Linked DNA regions of Sus scrofa: all the other regions are linked to region 2. A link is a contact called in public Hi-C and HiChIP or PLAC-seq data. All regions are on one chromosome and are shown on one strand. Each heading gives the region's core, a stretch centred on a gene start, on an enhancer-like site or on the middle of the called end of the contact. The rest is flanking DNA. Distances are from core to core; before and after follow the strand shown.

Evidence for each region. A called contact is a pair of places that touch in the nucleus more often than the background predicts. HiChIP or PLAC-seq counts read pairs in DNA pulled down with a chosen protein or histone mark.
Region 1: an H3K27ac HiChIP or PLAC-seq map of alveolar macrophages shows a contact between it and region 2. The contact joins the promoter of ABHD17B here to the promoter of TMEM2 in region 2. A contact is called at or near these places in 3 of 47 Hi-C or Micro-C datasets (alveolar macrophages, blood and heart right ventricle) and 2 of 2 datasets of contacts at active chromatin or transcription factors (alveolar macrophages and skeletal muscle).
Region 3: a contact with region 2 is called in a Hi-C map of retroperitoneal adipose tissue, with 2.9 times the contacts expected there. The contact joins the enhancer-like site here to the promoter of TMEM2 in region 2. A contact is called at or near these places in 1 of 5 promoter capture datasets (liver), 25 of 47 Hi-C or Micro-C datasets (alveolar macrophages, blood, brain and 13 more) and 2 of 2 datasets of contacts at active chromatin or transcription factors (alveolar macrophages and skeletal muscle).

The regions. Positions count from the first base shown.
Region 1 is chr1:225,190,976-225,194,811 of Sscrofa11.1, reverse strand. It overlaps ABHD17B (abhydrolase domain containing 17B), which reads left to right and starts at 1,526. Exons shown (of 4, transcript NM_001243558.1): 1 at 1,526-2,092. C1H9orf85 reads right to left here and starts at 1,390. Exons shown (of 5, transcript XM_021064833.1): 1 at 1,274-1,390. The coding sequence starts at 1,321.
Region 2 is chr1:225,040,553-225,044,502 of Sscrofa11.1, reverse strand. It overlaps TMEM2 (transmembrane protein 2), which reads left to right and starts at 2,125. Exons shown (of 24, transcript XM_021064792.1): 1 at 2,125-2,275.
Region 3 is chr1:224,908,224-224,911,975 of Sscrofa11.1, reverse strand. No RefSeq gene overlaps it. Among named protein-coding and RNA genes, the nearest start is that of TMEM2, 130 kb to the left of the region's middle. Within about 2 kb of position 2,260, at least 12 of the 83 cell types and tissues checked have an H3K27ac peak or open chromatin away from gene starts, as enhancers often do. A contact at or near this core is called in alveolar macrophages, retroperitoneal adipose tissue and subcutaneous adipose tissue, where this site is marked.

The DNA of each region.
Region 1 (3,836 bases), core at 277-2,776, 150 kb before region 2:
TTGACAAATTAATCACTTGTTGGACAATTATTATGATCCAGATAATTTATGTATATCATTTAGATTAGCCTCACAACAAAACTGGAAGGTTTCTCATTTGAGACCAAAAGAAGACTCAGAAAAAAAAATATTAAATAACTCGCTTATGCCACACCCTAGCAAATCTGAGCTTCAGTTTATGTTAATATCAGGTTTATGCGATGTGATGGTGGCCCCCAAACTGCCTTTGTCTTCAATTATCTCCCCTCCCTACAGCTATGGGAGGAGGGGGAAAGAGCTCTAGCAAATTAGTAGAGACCCTAGACCTCTGGCAAGCTATACAGTCTGAATTTTCTTTCAACCTAAAGAAATCTGCTAAAGTAATATAAACAGCAAGACAATCATTTTTATATTCATCAAATAGTTTGATTCTCAAAACAATCTTACAAATGAGAGCGATAGTCCCATTATGTTGGTGTGGACACTGAGGTTAAGAGCACTTCAGAGCTTTCACACCCTTTCTACAAAGCTATGGGCCTAGGGCTTTCCAAAAAGAAATAAGGACAGCATAAACTTGGTGCAACATTTGAAAGAGACGCGCGCCATAATTCTCGTATTTCTACTGGAAATATGTGATCCAGATGGGAGCGTTCAATTACTCAAGTTTCCTATTTGCATTTTAGGTTTGATGAGGGTCCCGATTACTCTGTACAATCATCTAAATGTTGACCGCCAAATATATTTACGAGGAGATAACACATGCAGGTCAAAGAAAGGGCGTGAGAACATTATTTTAGAAAGGGCTGCACTGCAGCCAAAACTAACTCTGGGCTGCAGTCCACATTCGCCCTCGCCAACTCCTCTCATTCCTCTTTCCCCTCCAGTGAACCATTCCTTCCAGATTGAGTGCAGCAAATTCCTACCTTGGTCTGAACACTCTTATCAAACTTGTCATTTTTGAAGCTAAAGGTATTCTGGTGCCTCTGAGGCCTGGAACGAGCCACGTTCCCTTTCTGGGAACTCATCGCAGAAACCACAATTTTCTCGAGCTGAGACAAGAAGATGCAAGGAAGACTACCACGCCAGTAACTACCCCACCGAGTTCAAGCTTCTGTCAACGACCCGGAAGTAACTTATCCAGCCTGTCTGGTCCCGCCCCGGCAGCCCACGTGACTCCTCGCAGAGGTCAAAGGGCGCCCTCCAGCCCCTCAGCTCCTGTCTCTTTCACTAGGCCGAGTCTCGACCCCTCCCCCTCCTCAAGGTTTTTCTCTCTAACCCTGGGTATACATCCTACTTTCTTCGAAGCGAGAATTTCCCCATTGGTCCGAATGTGGTAGTCCATCAAAGCGGAGGGGCGGAGAAGATTTGCTTCTATTGGCTCCTCTTTTCCGCAATACCCGCCTCCTGCCGACTTAGCTCAGCCTCTCCCGGGGCCAGACTCCTCTGGGCGGCTTGTGATTGGTGGAAATTGGGATAAGCTGGACTGCGTCCCTCCCCCGGCCCGCTCCCAGGCTGGAGCCCGGGTCAGCTTTGGCACCTTCCTCCAGTGACCAACTCGTAGTTTAGCGAGCGCTCTGCTACCCCCTAGGTTCCTTTCCAGCGTCCCTGTCTCCCACTTCGAGAGCGAACCCCGCGGCCGGTAGGCTGAAGAGGAGCCAGGAAAGAAGGACTAAAGAGAAGAAAGACCTGGCTGGTTCTAGGTGGTGTCTGCAGTGCCAGTAAGGGAGGTGGCGGCGGGCGCTGCGACCACGGCCGCGCGGGACGTGAGGCCCAACAGCAGCCGACGGCGGCGGCGGTGGCGGCCACTCCAGCGCCTCGCGCCGGGGCCGTTAGTCAGCAGAACGCCAACCTGTGTAAAGGAACAGGGCCGGCCCGAGGCGAGACTCGGGAGCGCGAGCCGGCTCCCCCGAGCGCCGCCGTCCTTCCTCGTCCCGGCGCCGGGGGCTGCAGCCCTTGTCCCCCTCCTCGGCCGGGCCCGCCTGCAGGCCGGGAGAGTCCGGCAGAGGCAGCAGCAGCAGCAGAGCGGAACGCGCCTTGTAGAGGACAGCGCGGCGGCAGAGGTTCCTTCTCGGCCCTTTCTGCCTGACGCCTTGGTTGCGGCCCTCAGGTGCAGGTGCGTGGGGCCGCGGGGGGTCGGGGCGCTGCGGCCCGGCTCGGGGAGGGGGCGCTAGGCCCGGAGCTGCAGCGCGGGAGGGACCAGCCGGGGCTGAGCGGGGGGAGGGGAGCGGGAGTCGTCTTTGTTGTTGGCGCCCGGGATCCCTCTCCGTGCCGGCGAAAGGCGGGGAAACTACTCCCGATCGGATCTAGGTTTTTGAGAAGATTGTCTGGTGGTTCAGTGAAGGGAAGAGATAGGAAAGTCCTGCGGTCGGTGAGGCTGCAGTAGTTTGGGGGCGGAAGGACGGACAGACGAACTGGGGAAGGTATTGGGTCCTCCCTTAAGAGAAAGGTCTAATTTCATTCCTTTGCTATTCTCTCTGTGGACGGAAAGCTGGGGCCAGGTTCCCATTCCCCTCCATGGCCCACTGTGAGATTCGCGATGGCTGAAAGCTTTCTCCTGAATGTCCTCGCGTGTGCCAGCCTCGATTTTAGATCATATCTACCCGGTGCTTGGTGATTTGGGTATTGTGGTCCAGCCGTCATGGGGTCTTCTTCTCTCCATAGTTGAACTTCACTCTTGTCTTTTTCAAACTCTGGCGTAGGCTCATTAGGAATTGTCTTTGAATTGAAAAATTATTGTTTGAATTTTTTTAACCCTGAAACGAAAAGTTCTGTCAAGTTAGATTTATTGTTGTGAAGGCCTTTTGTAAAGAAGAGAGTTTAACCTTGGCTTGTTTTTAAAAAAGTTCAGAGCTTTGATCCATAGTGATTTTTGCCAATGGCAGGACAAAACTTTTTTAAATGACGCATTGATTTAAGTGTGAGGTGGATTTGTTAAGCAGAAGGATGAGTAACGGAATACAGGGAGGGTGGCTTGTGAATTTTGGCTGTTAGCTTATGTGAAGATACTCGTTTTTAATTTTTTTTTTTTGTAGTAAACAATACTTGATCTGCAAGATAATTCACTGATTGATTTTTAAAGCCTTCAAGAATGTGGAGATCTTGTTTCAGCATTTAAAAACTACTTAATGAGTCTGAGTAAAAAGTCAGGTACATGTTGTCATAGCATTCATCTGTTTACATTAGCAAGTAACAAGAAAACTTAAAACGAACTTTTCTCTGTAAAGAGTTTGTCTCCATATGTGTTTGTAGCTTAAACTCATTGAGGTGATTTATCTAATACCTAATATTTTGGTAATTATTTCAACTGCGAGTATTATAATTTGGGTGCCCAACTCTGCTTGTTGGTAAAATTTTGGAAGAAGGGATAGAGGCTTACTTAAGGAAGAATAGTGCAGATAGCCATGTTTTGACTTATTAAAGAAATAACATCCCTGTTATGTGGTAATAGCTATATTACTTGAGATCCAGGAGGAAAGGAATAGCACCCTCACCCATATTTTGACCTCTCCTTTCTCCTACTTTAGTATTAATAAGGTTAACTGCTAAGGATAGGATTAGATTTTTAGCAGGCTAGGCAGTTTTAATTTTGTCCCTTGCTGTGCAGTACTGTAGTTAAGAGGCTTTCTTCCTTGAGTCTATTTGCCCATTTTGAAATGTGTATGACATTTGACAAAGAAGTTTCTATTTCCTGTGACAAACAATTACAAAGCATCATGGCAAAATAATGTTTTTGGTAGTTTAATGATCACAAAAGAACTAGGCAGTTAGTGTCTTTTCTAAGCTGTCAGCTTAGAAAAGTTGGTCTACAACTCCAGGCAAGTTATTCCACATCTAAATCAGTTTCTCCATCTGTAATA
Region 2 (3,950 bases), core at 876-3,375:
CAGAAGGCTATATAAAGTCCCAGATGTGTAGGCCCAATACCTCTCATGGGTCATGCTAGCTGCAGAGCCTCTAGGGGAAGTCAGCCGAGGCTGTTGTTGGGTTTACACTGAAGTTCAATTTCTCCCTATGTTCCATCCTGCTTCCTGTACCTCCCTCCACAGGCGTTTCTTAATGACCATCTCTGCACTCTGTCTCAGAGCCTGCTTCCCTGGGAACCCAATCAGTGACAACCTCAGTTCCATTTGGTGACCTCTCACTTTGTTTTTTCTCCTTTGTCACTTCCTTTCACGTTAGTTTCCAAAAACCATCTGCCTCTTTTTTTTTTTTTAAAGGATCTTTGATTCTTCATGTTCTAGATAAATATCTAAGAACAAAAGTTTATACAATTCTCAAAGGCAGGTAACACAAAGATTCAATCTCCCTCCCCACCCCTTTTCTGTTAATAGACTTTGTTTAGAGCAGTATTAGTTTCGCAAACAAAAAGCAGAAGGTACAGAGAGTTCCCCTACATTCCCTGCCCTCCCCTTACATGTGAAGCCTTCCCTACTATCAATTTCCATTTTCTTTGGTTTTGGCAATAGATATGGGTTATGGAAGGAAGTCCTCTTTAAAACCAAAACTTTCATTAAAATAGTTTATGTGAAATTTTAATTGTTCTTTTTGATGTTTGAATTGTTGGCAGACTTAATTCCAACAGGCTCCTGTGTGAACTTGACAGGCTCCTTAAACTTCCTCAGTCCCAGTGTCCTCATCTCTAAAATTGGAATAGTAATTTTTGGAAGGGTTATATGAAATGTCTCAACTCTAAGCAAAGTGCCTGACACATAATAAAGATTCAGAAAATGGGCATTTTAACATAAAGTTGGCACCGCACAAACCACAGGATATATTTGTTTCCTGTGGCTGCTGTAACACATTACCCCAAACTTGGTGACTTAAGACAACATAAATTTACTCTCTCAGGCTCCTGGAAGCCAGAAGTCTGAAATCAAGGTGTAAGCAGGACTCTCTCCCTGTGGAAGCTCTAGGGCAAAAATCCTTCTTTGCCTCTTCCAGCTTCTGGTGGCTTCTGGCATTCCTTGATTTGGGACTACATCACTCCAATCCCTGCCTTCATGGTCACATTGCCTTTTCCTCCCTGCCTTCCTTATTAGGATACACGAGACTACAGCTAGGGCCACTCTGAGGACCCGGGGTAATCTCAACTCAAATCTTTAATCTGCAAAGATCCTTTTTCTGTATAAGGGGACATTTCTAGGTTCTAGTGCTTAGGCTATGGCATCTTTGGGGGGCTAATTTTTAGCCTACCACATAGGATGGCACAGTTCCTGCCCTATCTTTACAAGGCATGATCCTGGACATTTCGCCTTAAGACTACTAAGTAGTCCTTTGTTCTCCCCAGTTTATAATTCAAAACCATCGGGTTTATTTTAAGAAACTTCCTTCCTCTCCCAGAAGGGACAGTGACTCCCAGAGTTGGGTGGTTTCATTAAGGTCTCAGCACTAGACCGAATTGCTATTTTAGAGGCATTTTCCCCTCAAGGTTTTATTTAATTCCAAGATGCACTCTAGCATTATTTCTCAAACTTTCATATTCCCCGCACCTCTTAATCCAGTACGTGGTGGAGGTGTGTGAATCCAAAATTTTCGAAGTGCTCCAGGGGAATTTTATCAGCAGAGATTTAGAAACATATATTAGAATAAAATCCAGAACCCAAACCCTCGAAATAGGGAATTCCCCTTCCCGCCTGCTGGGTGTACCATGGTTACATGACTGAGTTTTTATTAAAAGGATGGAGAATCTGCACAGTATTCACTGAAAGAGTTCCCTAGCGGGAAAACTTTCAATTCCGAATTAAGTGGTAGATGACGACAGCCTGGATTTGGCAGTCCTGCTGCTGTCACTAGCCTGGAACCTCATGGGTCTGACTGATCAAGTCCCGGCCGCGCCCTCAGCGGGAATCAAGACTTGCCTGGGTGAGTGCAACTCCAGTTGTGACGGCGGCCCGGGCTGTTTAATTCCAAGATTGTAGCCCCGGCGGCTCAGGCATCCTTAGGTCCCTCGGTGTTGGGGCGGGCCAGGGAGTGGCTTTCAGCGCCACTCCTTCAAGTGGCAGCCACTCCAGAGTGGCGCGGTAGGGGGCGTGGGGAGACGTAGGCATATTTATTCTGGTGTGAGAGTGGGATGCCGGGACCGCTCTACGTTGCGGTCCCGAGTCCGAGAGCAAGCTAAGTGCAGAAGAGGCCAAGAAACTAGCGCCTGTGACTGGCCAGGTGGGGGCAGCCGTGATGCAGTGGCCGAACTCAGAAATTTTTCACGAGTTGTGGAAGTCCCTTTGGGGATGCTGGTGGGGAGCTTGGCTCAGCCAGGAGCGATGAAGGGGCATGTCCAGTTCAGCCTTCAGATGTGGGCTCAGCCGGGAGGTGATGGGGTTGTAATGCCTACCTCAGCCTTAGAATGATGGGCGGCGAAATGTCAGGGTCAGCTGTGAGTGTTGGGGTGCAGTGTCACGCTCAGCCGGGAGGTGATGGAGGTGTACAGTCAAGCTCAGCTGAGAAGCTGAGGTTCAGGGCTCAGCTGGGAGGTGATGGGTGCGAAGGATCCGCCTGAACTCCGGAGGTAATGGAAGCGCAGGCTCACGTTCCGTCAGGCCGGGTACGCGCTGCGGGATACCTCTAGCAGCTGCAGTCACTGCGAGGCTCGTTCGTTGGGGGGCTTGCTTTGGCAGCTGTGCGGTCTGGTGCTGTTCCTGGGCGCCACAGCGAGAGGCGCTGAGCCCTAGTGTCTGCTTCTGGCGCAGAGCTCTAGCAGCGGGAGGAGCCTTGCGCGGCCACCGCCTCCTCCGGCCGCAGTCTCCTCCTCTCCCTCCGCCTTCTTCGTCTCCCCCGCCCGCCCGGCCAATCCCCAGCCTTCGGCCCTGCCGAGCCGGGCCGCTTGTCTGGCTGGCGGAGGCTGAGCGCGACCCTAGCGAGCCGCGGCGCCCGCCGACCAGAGACAAGCGCGACTCCCGGGGACCCAGTTCTGACCCGTGCTGCCGCCCCTTCCCCATTGTCGCGGGGACGCTCTGGCCCTGCTGCTCGGGCCACGATTCTCCTCCTCTTCCTTCCCGAGGGGACGGAAAGGAGAAACAGCAGCTGCTCGGGGAAGAGCCCGAGCCGAGGCCCTTACCCCCGCGGCTCCGGGCTGAAGGAGGAGGAGGCGGAGGCAGAGGGAAGTGCGCGTCATTCCCGGGAGGAGAGGGTTTCACCTCCAGGCAGAGACTGCGGCTGCCAGTTGCGTAAAAGCAGCAGCGGCATCCGCGGCGGCGGCGGCGGGCGACGGTGCTGGAAGGGCTCTCTGGCCATGGAGAGAAGATCCGGACTTGGGGACGCCAGGAGCTCAGCTCCGTCGCTTTGGACTGCTGTGTAGGCACCTGAATTAGCCGACGCTAAGCGGGGGAGGGGAAGGTAAGAAGCAATGGGGTCACTGGCTAACCCCACTCCCCGCCCCCCGCTTCCCTGGCAGCCGCTGGGGGCCACTGCGAGGACGCGCACCGTGGTCCTCCGCACCTTCCCGGCTTTCCGGCTCCTGGCAGTCAGGCATTTGGGCATTCCTACAGAAACGGCAAACTTCCTCCTGCCCCACACAGCACCCTCCTGCGCTCCCCCCGCGGGTCGCCTTCCCCTCTTTGGATTAGGAGTAACAAAACTCCTCCGGAGTAAGTCCTCTCCATAAGAAAGGGTCTCTGGGAACCAAGTCTTGATTTCTTTCTCTCCCTCTCTCTTTTCATTACTTTTACGGGGATGGAAACAATGGACCTTTGAAAGTCGGTGTGAACAGCCTTAAACTTTCTGGAGAGGGTTAGCTTGGGGGAATAAACCCCACAGGAAGCCAACTACAGTGAAAAGTTGGTGGAATGTGCATTGCATAGTTTTGGCCTCAGTGCGCGCGCGCCTATGCCTTTGGGGT
Region 3 (3,752 bases), core at 1,011-3,510, 130 kb after region 2:
TTCACTAAATGACCTCCATAGGATTTTGTTCTAGTTTTGTAAAATGATAACTCCATGTCATAAACTTTCTGGTCTACCAAGAATATTAAATCCACAATTGCCAAAGGTTATCTGAGATTAAACTACTGTAGAATAGTGCTTCTTAAACTTAAGTAAGCCTGTTAAAACCCGGATTTCCAGGCCCCACTTCTAGATAAAATGATTCAGTAGGTCTGAAGTGGGGCCCATGAAGGCTTATAGTTTTAACAATCTCTCAAGTGATGCTACTACTCCCGTTGGTCCAAGGACTACATTTAGAACAGCTCTGCTTTAGAAGAGTTGTTGGTAGCACTCAGGAGTTAGTAAGTAATATCCTAGGTTGGGGAGTGGCAGAACGTGGGTATGAGGAGGCTCTTTATATGGGATTTGGGTTTTGCAAGTTCCGAAGGAGCTCTTACTCTTTCAGAACTTGCAAGGAGAGGGTGAACCGTTAAGTAAAGAGAGGATTTCCAGGCATATGGCACAGTGCGTGCAAAGACCCAGAGGCACAAAACAGCACAAAGCACACAGGGAACCGTCTATAGACAACTCCCTCTATAGTCTCAAAGCTCACAATGACTCTGGAGACAAAGAAAACTAAGCTTCTACTAGAGCAGCAGAGGAAATGAAAGCAATGGAAAAGCTAAGCTCCTCCTTGAATAGCAGAGGAAATGAAGACAATGGTATTTAAGCCTCAAGGAAGCAAATTGGGCCAAGAGATAGCAGGATGCACCGGAGTATGATGTTCCTTTGAGATAGTCCTGAGGAAAGGATGGGTGGTTTGCTTCCAGGGATGAGGTGTGTTTTGCCTGTGTGGGGCAGATAATGTTTAGAGCTGCCATCCAGATCTCTGATTCTGTGGTATTAAAAATGCATTTAAAAGTTGGGGGCACGAAAAAGAAAAAAAATGCTTTATATGAGTTTTTTTTTTAATTTAAATTGAAACATACAAAAAATTAGGAAGCCAACTTCTTTCAGAGAGGGAAAACTCTCTAAATGTCTCCTCACAATACCTCTGAATGTATACATTTTGGCTGCAAATTCAACTTGGACTTTGACTTCCAATTGTATTTTGGGTGTAAACAGTAACCAAGAAACAGTAACCAAGTTTCTTATTAGAATGAGCTGCCAGAGAATGTTGTATTATTGGGCAGCAGAGAGCACTGCCCCTGGTCAGTGGATTAATAATTGAGTGTTCTGATTAGTGGCATCTGGAGTATACAGAAAAGAAAACACTGCGTGAGAAGGAACATTTCTAATTGTGGGCCCAGGGACTTTCACATTGCTGGGTCTTCATGTCTTTCCCCAGGAGGACTGGTAAGCCTTTTGCAAGAGGAAATAATAAGTAAGACCAACCAAGCCAAACAGTTTCTGCTTGTGTTTTTAAGAGAAAAATAATATCCACTTTTACCTCAAATTTTTCTGATGAAAGACAAATTTTCTCTTTGCTCCCCCACTCCCAATAACTGCTTTGTAATTCTGGAGCCTGAAGTACTTCTGTTCTAATAAAAATTGCACCTTCTCTCTCAGCAGCAACTAATAGCAGACCCTAGGCATATGTGAACAGCCTGACACATTCTTTCTTTCTTCAATTTAAACTGTCCAGATCCACAGGCAAAGAGCACTGCAGGCTCAGCTGCAGAACAAAAGCCAGCAGCTCTTTATTTGCTAGTGATTGGTTTGGTAAATGGATTTGTCACAGAAATCCTCCCAGAAAGGAAGTGACCCAAGTCTATTGGCTTTTATTTATTTATTTTATGCTGCTAAGAATTGGGTTTGACTCTATAGTTTTTTTTTTTTTTTTTAAAGAAAGAGGCCTTACAGCTCATTCATTCAGTCATTTATTCATTTATGAACATATACTGAACATCTGTGATGTGCCAGGCACAGGAATACTAAGAACAGTAAGATTTGGCTATAGAACTTTCTAGTAGAGGTATTATATAAGTATCTGGAGATACAAGAAGCTTTTAAGGCTAACTGGGGAAGCTTCACAGACAGGACAAAATAGTCTGGCTCCTTTTTTGAAGGAGGAGGAGTTTGCCTGGAAGATAAAGTGTTGATCGGGGTTAGGTGATGCCCCCTGGGAAGCTGAGGAAGGCTTATGGGAACAGCAGAAATAGCAAATGCAGATGCAGAGTTCTCAGGAGCTCAGTCTTTGGAAAACTGTAGGGAATTTGGATTGGATTTGGTTTGAGATGGGTGGTGCCAGGGGTTGAAGATAGAGATCTAGGATGAGACACCCAGTGACAGACAGTACAGGAATGAGGAAAGTCCCTGGACCTCCATAGGGTCTGGGTCTGTGTGTGTCTCTTATCTCTGTACCACAATCTTCATCTGTGTAATGGGGTAACAGTTGTGTTTACTTAGGATTGTGAAGATAAAGTGAGATAAATGTGTCAAGGTCTTAACCTGATGATTGGCTTTTTTTTTTTTTTCCCCATAAGTTATGGTGATTGCAGTGACAGCAGTGAGGGTGTCTGTTTTTGTTGGTTATGCTGATTATCATATTTCTATAGAGTCTTTTCCTCTGGGCCTGTGAACAACTGAAGGGACTCTGAAAAAGAACTGTGGTGAATTTGTTACATCCCACTGAGGCTGGAATGGTAATAAACTGCTTGGAGATAGCCAAAGAGGGCTGGGTTCCCTCCCTGAGCTGAGGATGAGTAAAACCTTGATCAGGACAGTGAGGATGAAGAAGCAAATTTAATAACAAATATGTCCCCAGATCTTCACCCCAGACTGGACTCTGCTGAACTTGACACTGCTTCACTGGTGTCCTCTAGTGGCCAAAAGGAAAAGAACATTTCTTACCAAAGGAGCATGATTTATATTATATAAATATAATATAAATATGTTATGGAATACAATACAGTTATTTTCTTTTTTGGCTGCACCCATGGCGTGTCGAAGTTCCCAGGTCAGGTATGGAACCCGCACCAGAACAGCAGCCCGAGGCACTGTACGGACAGTGCCAGATCCTTAACCCATTGTGCCACAAGGGAACTCCATATAGCCATTTAATTTAATTTATTATTATTTTTTTCTTTTTAAGGCCACACTTGTGGCATATGGAAGTTCCTGGGGCTGGGGTTGAATAGGAGCTGCATTTGTGACCTGCGCTGCAGCTGTGGCAATGCTGGATCCTTAACGCACCAAACAAGGCCAGAAACTGAACCTGTATCCTCACAGACACTATGTCTGGTTCTTAACCTGCTAAGCCATAGCAAGAACTCCCATTTTAGAAGAATAGATTACAGCAATCCTAGTCAACTTGGAAGGGTTTCCATGAAGAGTTGAGGGAGAAAAGCAGCATGCAAAAAAGCATAAATAATGTGAACTACTCTTATAAAACAATGCCCTCCAGACTTGTCACTGTACTGCATAGATGTGTACATATAAATGTATATGTAGGATTAAATAGGATTATGTGAACATAAATAATTTGTGAAAAGATACAGACCTAAGTGTTAAATGCAGATTCCCTTGGGGTGGGAATAAGGGCTGATGTATGTAGAGGGAAGGTAAAAGTTTGAAAAAGTCAAACAACAACAGAGAAGCCCCCCACATTTATGCATTTATGTAAAACTATATCTGAATATATACATATCTAAAAATAAAAGTTCGTTTACAAGTAAAACAATCCAGATGATAAAGTCTATGAAAAAAATTTTCTGAGAAAAGCAAAATAGTGTAGAAGACAGTTTACTCATCTATTTATAGTTTTTACCTAG